3 separate regions of the Mus musculus genome follow, and all the other regions are linked to region 1. A link is a contact called in public promoter capture Hi-C data. All regions are on one chromosome and are shown on one strand. The core of a region is the stretch at or near the end of the contact, and the rest is flanking DNA. Distances in the headings are between cores, read along the strand shown. Region 1 holds the start of Rsad2 (radical S-adenosyl methionine domain containing 2). Region 2 overlaps Trappc12 (trafficking protein particle complex 12). Region 3 overlaps Dcdc2c (doublecortin domain containing 2C).

The links. Promoter capture Hi-C pulls out the DNA fragments that hold promoters and counts their contacts.
Region 2: a promoter capture Hi-C map of liver shows a contact between it and region 1, with 2.9 times the contacts expected there. The contact joins the enhancer-like site here to the promoter of Rsad2 in region 1. A contact is called at or near these places in 4 of 39 promoter capture datasets (frontonasal cranial neural crest, hippocampal neurons and liver).
Region 3: a contact with region 1 is called in a promoter capture Hi-C map of liver, with 4 times the contacts expected there. The contact joins the enhancer-like site here to the promoter of Rsad2 in region 1. A contact is called at or near these places in 12 of 39 promoter capture datasets (the 3T3-L1 cell line, 3T3-L1-derived adipocytes, the C10 cell line and 8 more) and 1 of 115 datasets of contacts at active chromatin or transcription factors (stem cell-derived neural progenitor cells).

What each region holds. Positions count from the first base shown.
Region 1 is chr12:26,455,176-26,457,743 of GRCm38.p6, forward strand. Rsad2 (radical S-adenosyl methionine domain containing 2) reads right to left here and starts at 1,277. Exons shown (of 6, transcript NM_021384.4): 1 at 896-1,277. The coding sequence starts at 1,244.
Region 2 is chr12:28,698,546-28,701,113 of GRCm38.p6, forward strand. The region is part of intron 8 of Trappc12 (trafficking protein particle complex 12); the gene reads right to left. Among named protein-coding and RNA genes, the nearest start is that of Mir6937, 21 kb to the left of the region's middle. Within about 2 kb of position 1,301, at least 102 of the 459 cell types and tissues checked have an H3K27ac peak or open chromatin away from gene starts, as enhancers often do. A contact at or near this core is called in hippocampal neurons and liver, where this site is marked.
Region 3 is chr12:28,508,694-28,511,261 of GRCm38.p6, forward strand. Dcdc2c (doublecortin domain containing 2C) reads right to left here. Exons shown (of 12, transcript NM_001373956.1): 10 at 2,273-2,314. Among named protein-coding and RNA genes, the nearest start is that of Dcdc2c, 42 kb to the right of the region's middle. Within about 2 kb of position 1,293, at least 11 of the 459 cell types and tissues checked have an H3K27ac peak or open chromatin away from gene starts, as enhancers often do. A contact at or near this core is called in liver, where this site is marked.

The DNA of each region.
Region 1 (2,568 bases), core at 27-2,526:
GAGACTGGTTGATAGAGTACGACAGCAAGTCTTGGGAAGAAAATCCCATAACACACCTGTCGAAAATATTTTAAGGCTCCCATGGGGCTGGAGAGGTGGCTCAGTGTGTAATACACAGGCTGGACAGCTCTGAGAATGTGTGTTTAGATCCCCAACACCCAAGTGAACCTGAAACATGGTAGTGGGAGTTTGTACTGCTGGCCCTCCTCCTTCCAGATGGGAGGAAAGACAGGACAATCTGCAAGGATTGAATGCTAATCAATATTGTACATTAGCAGCGAACCAAAGGTAAATCCTGTCTCAAACAGGATTTGACAAGGCTAAGACTGAACTAACACCTGAAATTGTCCTATGATGCTCATAGACTTGCTGTACCCAGCAGCAGACTGAGACACATACACATGAATACACAAACTCTCTCACACACACACACACACACACACACACACACACACACACACACACACACACACACATCATGTGTACACACAGATTGTTTTTTAAAGAGAGAGAGAAGTTTCCATCAATGAATACAGATGGAACAGGGTGAAACTTCTGCCAGGTTGTTTACATAGAGGACTTGGGTCTCCACACACCCACCCCTTCCTCACTTAGTGTTTCTGGAAATCAGATTTCTCTGGGAGAACTCTGTTCCAAACACAAGGATGAATAGGGGTCACTGACCACACACCTCTGCCAACAAGAGTGAGTTCCATGGTCCTGGCCAGGCCAACTCCCAGCCTGGAGGTCCTTCCTGGCTCCCTGGTGCTCCTTTCTCATTCATGCAAATCTGCCTGTTCCCTGGTGTGGCAAATTTTCATGGAGCCCTTCCCATGCCTATCCTATGCACAACTGTCCTGGACCATCCTGGCTTCTGTCTGGTCCAGGAACTTACCAGCCTGTTTGAGCAGAAGCAGTCCTCGCTTGGCCTCCTCCAGGGGCAGCACGAAGGATGTCTTGGCTGTGTGGAAGCAGAAGCCACATTTGTAGTTGCACTGACGAGTGAAGTGGTAGTTGACACTCACGGGGGTTGTGGGCTGAGTGCTGTTCCCATCTTCCTGGGTCTCCTGGGTGTCCTCCGGCTCACCCCGGACCTGTGGCTGTTCCTTCCCGGGATCTAGCCACCCTAATGCTATTCTCAGCCAGCAGAACAGGATGGCCAGGCCACTCCAGAGGGAACCCAGCTGCTGCTGGAACAGGCTCAGCAGCCGAGCAGCTAGAGCAGTGGGCACCAGCATCCCCATGGTGATAGGCACACACCTGCTGCTGCCTGTAAGGGCTTATAAACTGTGGCCCAGCTAGCCACGCCCCCAAGCATTTGATCACTGTGTCACAAGGAGGAGGGAAACACCTCCCTTGACTCAGTTAAACAGAGTTTCTGTTTTCTGAAAATGAAAGTTGGACCAGAGCCAAGACTGAACCTTAGGACGCGCAGGCCAACTCACTGCCTTTCCTTGGCTTCCGGCTGCCCCTATAACCCCTGTAAACATCTGTCCTGATGACGCTGCAAGAATTCCAGCAGCCACGAGTTTCTGAAACAAGTTTCTTACAGACAGACATATAGCTGCATCCTTGCAGGCTGTTATTTTAACAAACAAACAAAATATTTGCATTAAGCCTCTTACAACGATTATCTATGCACACTCAACAATTTTTAAATATTCTGCTCTTTCCCCGCCCACCCACCCCCAAACAAACAAACAAAACAAAACAAACTCACCAAAACCCTAGAGTTTTGTAACTTGGTATGTTTATAGCTTGGTATGTAGCAAGTCAGTTGTATGTTGACCTTGACAGTGCCTGGCAACATTCTCAAAAGGACTCAAGACTGGTATATTCCAGGCAAACACAACAGAGAAATTTGGCAAAGTAAATTTAGTCATTTTATGTTTTTAAAACCTTTTTATTGAATACAATATAATAATACAATAATACAATATATTCTCATGTTTTCTTCTTTTCCATTCCTTCCAGATGCTCTCCACCTCCCTACCCACCCAACTTTATATTCTTTTTTAAGCTACTTTTTAACATATATTTTATTAGATATTTTCTTTATTTACATTTCAAATGTTATCCCCTTTCCTAGTTTCCCCTCCGAAAATCACCCATCCCCTCCTCCTCCCTCTGCTCCACAACCTACCCACTCCCATTCCTGGCCCTGACATTCCCCTATACTGGGGCATAGCACCATCATAGGACCAAGGGCCTCTCCTCCCATTGATGACTGACTAGGCCATCCTCTGCTACATATACAGCTAGAGCCACAAGTCTCACCATGTGTTTTCTTTTATTGGTGGTTTAGTCCCTGGGAGCTCTGGGGGTACTGGTTGGTTCATATTGATGTTCCTACTATGGGGCTGCAAACCTCTTCAGCTCCTTGGGTACTTTCTCTAGCGCCTTCATTGGGTACCCTGTGCTCCGTCCAATGGATGATTGTGAGCATAGCCATTTTAAAACTTGATTCCTTAATAATTGGTTCTTTTTTTAATGTTATTAAAGGACATATGGAGTAAATATTTCTCAAACTCCTCCATTTAAAGTTTTGCCAGTATGGTACAATGCTAC
Region 2 (2,568 bases), core at 51-2,550, 2.2 Mb after region 1:
CGGACACGCCACCCTGTGCGACTTGAGGGCCTGCTCTCAGGCTGACCAGGGTCTAGCCCATGGCCCCTAAGGTCCATCCTGGTCTCCTCCTCCAACCTGGTACGTACCCTTACGTTTTATTTCACCGAGCAGAGGGCAGGCTGTGCCGAGTCACAGTACTGCATCTGATCACAGGCCATCGTGACCTAGGCTCCACCCTGCTCATGATGCTTCTGATGGACAGCTCATGGAGGGCCAGGGTGCATGGCATGGAGGGTCAGTATGCCTCAGGAGTAAGCCCTGCTAGGATCTTAGATTTTTTTGATTGGCATTGCTGCCTTTCAAACTTGCCCTAGGGTCAAGGGTACATGCTACTGAGAATGGCCCAACAGAAAAGAAACAGGCTATAAATATACCCATTATATATAACTTTTTTGAGACTGAGTCTTACGGTATAGCTCTGTACAGCCTGTAACTAACTATAGAGACTCAGTTGGTCTTGAACTCTCAAGAGATCCATCTGTTTCTGTCTCCCATGTTGGTGTTAAAGGTATGTACCACCAGGTTCAGTTTTGATAGGATTTTACAGTTCTCCTAGGAGGCAGGGTGGATCCACAGGTTTGGGACTGATCCGAAAAAGCAGCAGCAGAGAAGGGGTTGTCAGGCAGGTGCTATCGGCATCAGTGTCAGCATGTGTCAACAAGCCTGGGGGCGGTTAGAGGGAGTGTTCAGGGCTGTCACTGACGGCCACCTAGTTGGCTGTTAGTCAATGAAATCACTCATTCTGGGAACCTGGAGGCCAGCTGACAACAGCTTCTTGTAGTGTGTCCGCTCTACTCTTCTGACTACACTGACCTGCCCTTGAATAGAAATACAAACACTCATATGTGGGCAAAAGCATTCTTGCCTGACTTGCACCTAAAAACTGCATTGGCTGAGAGACTGCTAAATTGTATTAATGGCTGTTCTGTTGCCAACAAAGGCTTTATGTAGTGTTTTCCAAGCAAAGAGGAGGCACCCTGTGTGTGGCAGGCTCTTCCCCACAAAAGAGAAGCCACAATAGTCAATGCTGTGTGGGAGGTATAAGGACGTGAAGCTGAAAACTGTCCAGGTATCTTATGGCTACTGTGAAACCTCAGGATATCACATTTATGAACGAAGGGCTTTGTCTTGCAAGCGGGTGTTCCTGGAAATATATAGTGGGACTCTCAGAACTAGAACATATGAGCAAATTTCTTATCATTAAAAGGCTGATTAATTAGGTCATTGTTAGCTGGCACACAGGCCCCAGCTATGCAGCCCAGCTACTGTGGCAATACTTGTCGTGTCCACTAGATGGCAGCAGACTGCATGTGCTCACATCCACTTTCCTTACAGCATTTCTTTAACTCATGAAAATCAAGATTAAATCAAACTTTTAATTTAAATTACATCCATGGAGAAAGTATTTTTGAGACATGATAATCCGTCCCGTTCAGAACCTTGGGTGACAGGATGTCACAGGCAGACGTTTGGTGCCTGTGCCTACATTGCTGGCGGTGTCACTACTGCAGTAAAACAAAGGAAAGCGTTTTTTGTTACACTATTTTCTAACAGAGTCTCTCAGAAAGGCAAGCTGAGTGCACTGCAGCTGAGCAGCGACTTCCTCCCTGAGCATCTTCAGCCTGTGGCTGGGCACCACCAGTGCTGCAAGCCTAAGAAGGCAACCAAGGCTCAGAGACTTCAGGAGACTGGAGGCTCCCGGTGCCTTCTCAGGCTGCTACAGGCCACAGCAGTGAGGAGAGGCAGGCCTCACAGGGGGCGGTGGGACAGAAGGAAGCAGGCCCCTCCTTGGCTGAGGGCTGCAGCCCATGGGGAGGTGGGGGAGGCTCTGCAATGATGTCACCAGGGAGGTGGATGTGGGAAGATACCAGGAACAAAGTGGCCCTGTGGCAACAGACCATGTGCAAATATCTCACACAGAACTTCTAAAAGCTGTAATGTGTTCAAGAGTCGGAAAGAGCTGTGAGGACAGCTGGAGAGGTTTTAGGAAACCCATTCTTCTGTGTCAAGGTCACCTACTACAAGAGCCTGTCTACACCCAATGTCACACGTCACCTGTCTGCAGAGGTGCAGAGGAAACACACTGTCCTATGGCTGGGCTGTGGTCACAGACTTTCCTGCCAGGTCCAAGGAGCTGGCCACGTGGAGGGCTGCCAGTCGCTCTAAAGCGAGGAGCACGCTCTTCCCCTTGGTAACCTGCCCGCTGGCGGCCGCTCAGTCAGAGCAGGACGACCTTGGCTGAGGATGAGCTGATGAGCCGTCTCACCACAGCTCGGAAGGTGTTAACAGCGCTGCTCTGGGCGTCTGCTGCTGACAGATTCCGTGGCGGCTTCAGTGCCTGCCTGCAGCTGGCAGCAAGGCCGCCAGCTCTGTGGCAGGCCACCCGTGCCCAGGGCGGGAGGCAAGCCAGGCATGGGATGTATTTGAAATGAGAGAGAAGCTGAAAACCCGCTGGCAGGGCCCACGTGGAGAATGGACTGGAAATTCAGTGACTGACAGCCCGGCAGAGCTCCCCGAGTCACACTGGCTCCTCAGGTGCACAGCTCG
Region 3 (2,568 bases), core at 43-2,542, 2.1 Mb after region 1:
TCCCTGCCTCAGCCTTCCAAGTGTTAGGATTAAAGGCGTGTACTTCCAAGTCCAGCCCCCATTTGTTAAAATAGCTTTGGGGGGATCTTTTATAAAACACCACATTAAAACCAGAAAGAAAGAGAGAGAGAGAGAGAGAGAGAGAGAGAGAGAGAGAGAGAGAGAGAGAGAGAGAAAGAAAGAAAGAAAGAAAGAAAGAAAGAAAGAAAGAAAGAAAGAAAGAAAGAAAGAAAGAAAGAAAGAAAGAAAGAAAGAAAGAAAGAAAGAAAGAAAAGAAAGTAGAGGGGGAGGGAGGGGAGGGAAGGGAAAGGAAAGAAAAAGAAAAGAAGGAGAGGAGGGGAGGGGAGGGGAGGGGAGGGGAGGAGAGGAGAGGAGAGGAGAGGAGAGGAGAGGAGAGGAGAGGACCAATCTTAAAGCACATGTAGAAACAAAAACAGCTTCTAGATGGAGGAAAACAGGTTATGGGTGGAAGAAACAGGTACCAGACTCATGACATCTCACTTTCTTTGTCTGTTTTCCTCCTGGAGATACTGTGGCATGCATCAATTATTCACAATTTGCCACTGTTAGGAAATGTGGACTGGCTTCATTATTTGGGAGTCATCCCACTGTTGTAGACAGAGGAGCTAAAGCTCAAAATGATACAACTACCCACTATCTACGCGCAATGCTGCTCCGAATCTAAAACCATGTGTTGTTTTGTTTTTGAGTCAGGGTCTCACCAAATACCTCTGATTGCCCTGGAACTCACCATGTAAATCAATCTGTCCTTGAACTCACAAAGTTCCAACATCTGCCTCTGCCTCCTGAGTGCTGAATCTTTTCATTACATAGTTTTTGGCTTTTTTTTTTCCTGAGCAAAAAAGCAAATAACAGCCGGGCAGTGGTGGCACACATCTTTAATCCCAGCACGCAGGAGGCAGAGACAAGCAGATCTCTGTGAGCTCAAGGCCAGCCTACCTGGTCTACAGAGTGAGTTCCAGATAGCCAGGACTACACAGAGAGACTCTGTCTTGGCTTGGGGAGCAAATCACACATGTGCCAGACAAGGGATGAATTTTCCAAAGGCTTGCTTGACACTTAAACCATTTACCCAGATGAGGAATCACTGTGTACACACTTGTCTCTCCAGCCCGGTTGGAAAGACTGACGGCCACTGTTCCCCAGACAGGATGACAGATAGCAGAGCTGACAGCCTGCTTTTTAACTCAGGGTTTAACGGCCACCAGCCAGACTTCAAGCTGAGGTACACAAACCCTCATTGTGCGGCTTAACAGTAGGGTAAGTGCCAGCACACCATCACTCTCTTACACAGAGAGGCCAGTTTTATAGGACTTTCAGGTCTGTGTCTCCCTGACCCTTGATCCTGTAAACATGGAAAATGGTGGTTAAAGTACAAAGTACACATAGGGCAAATCACTTCACTATGACACCTAGAGAGGAGCTGACACAACACACCAGTGCTACCTAGCATGGTTGTCCAGGCGTTGTAGTCTAAGGAGCCTGGAGCTCACAGAGCCACCCAACACCAGTTAATACAAAGAAAACAACCCTGAGCAGGTTTTATGGATGCTCTAGAGTTGGACTTTGTTACATTTAAGGAATGAAACTTTAACAGAGGAGAAAGCAGAGCCTGAGGTTTTCAGGTGAATTCCCATAGCCACTATCCTGGTAACTGTGGACCCAACATATGGCTCTAGGCTCAGCCACCCACGATAGCTTTGATTATGTAACTGACCTTCACATTCCCACGAATGTCCCATGTTCTCGATGAAGCAATAAACTGCCCAAGTGAACCAAAGGGTAAGTGGAATAAATTAGGCATACTCAACCAAAAGTCATTATCAACATTCACATAGCAACCATGACAATTTAATCCTACTTTACACAGAGCTGATGCAGGGCTGAGGGTGAGAGGGACACTGTCTGGGGCTTCCACACACACCCAGGGGAGGTAACATGCCCCCTCATAGCACATGGCTGAAATGAAAACATGACATTGTTACCACTGCCTAGAAAAATGTACCTCCCCAGGGAGAGCTCTTTGGAAGTGTTGCCTAAGGCTGTGTTCACAGTAGAGCATATGCCCATCTGAAATGCTATGAGGGCATTTCTTTACCTCTGACTTTGTTTTCTAACCCCAAGAACTGGGCCAGGATTTCTGACCGGTAAGGAACTTGCATTCCTAAGAGGCACCTGATAGATCTGAGGGTCCAGGGAGCACCCTGTCTTCTGCATGCGAAACACAAAGCTACAGTTTGTTGATACAAACCTTTCTGTCAATATCTTCATAAAGCCTTTCCACTTCCTTTTCCTATTATTAAAAAAAATATATATGGTCATCAAGTATCTGCAAGAAAGGTGCCATGAATAAACTCTTAGCCTCCCCCGTCTTTTCTCCCCTCCTCGGCTAGTTCAGATTCTTCCTTAACAAAAATCCAAGCTTTTGTGCTAAGTCCCACTCCCACTCCAGGCTGCTCTCAGCTTGCCCTGTTCTCCTGATTCCTCCTCCCTTTTCCCTCAGTATATACTTTTCCCTTTCTAAACACTTTTTATGTTCAGCTTGTT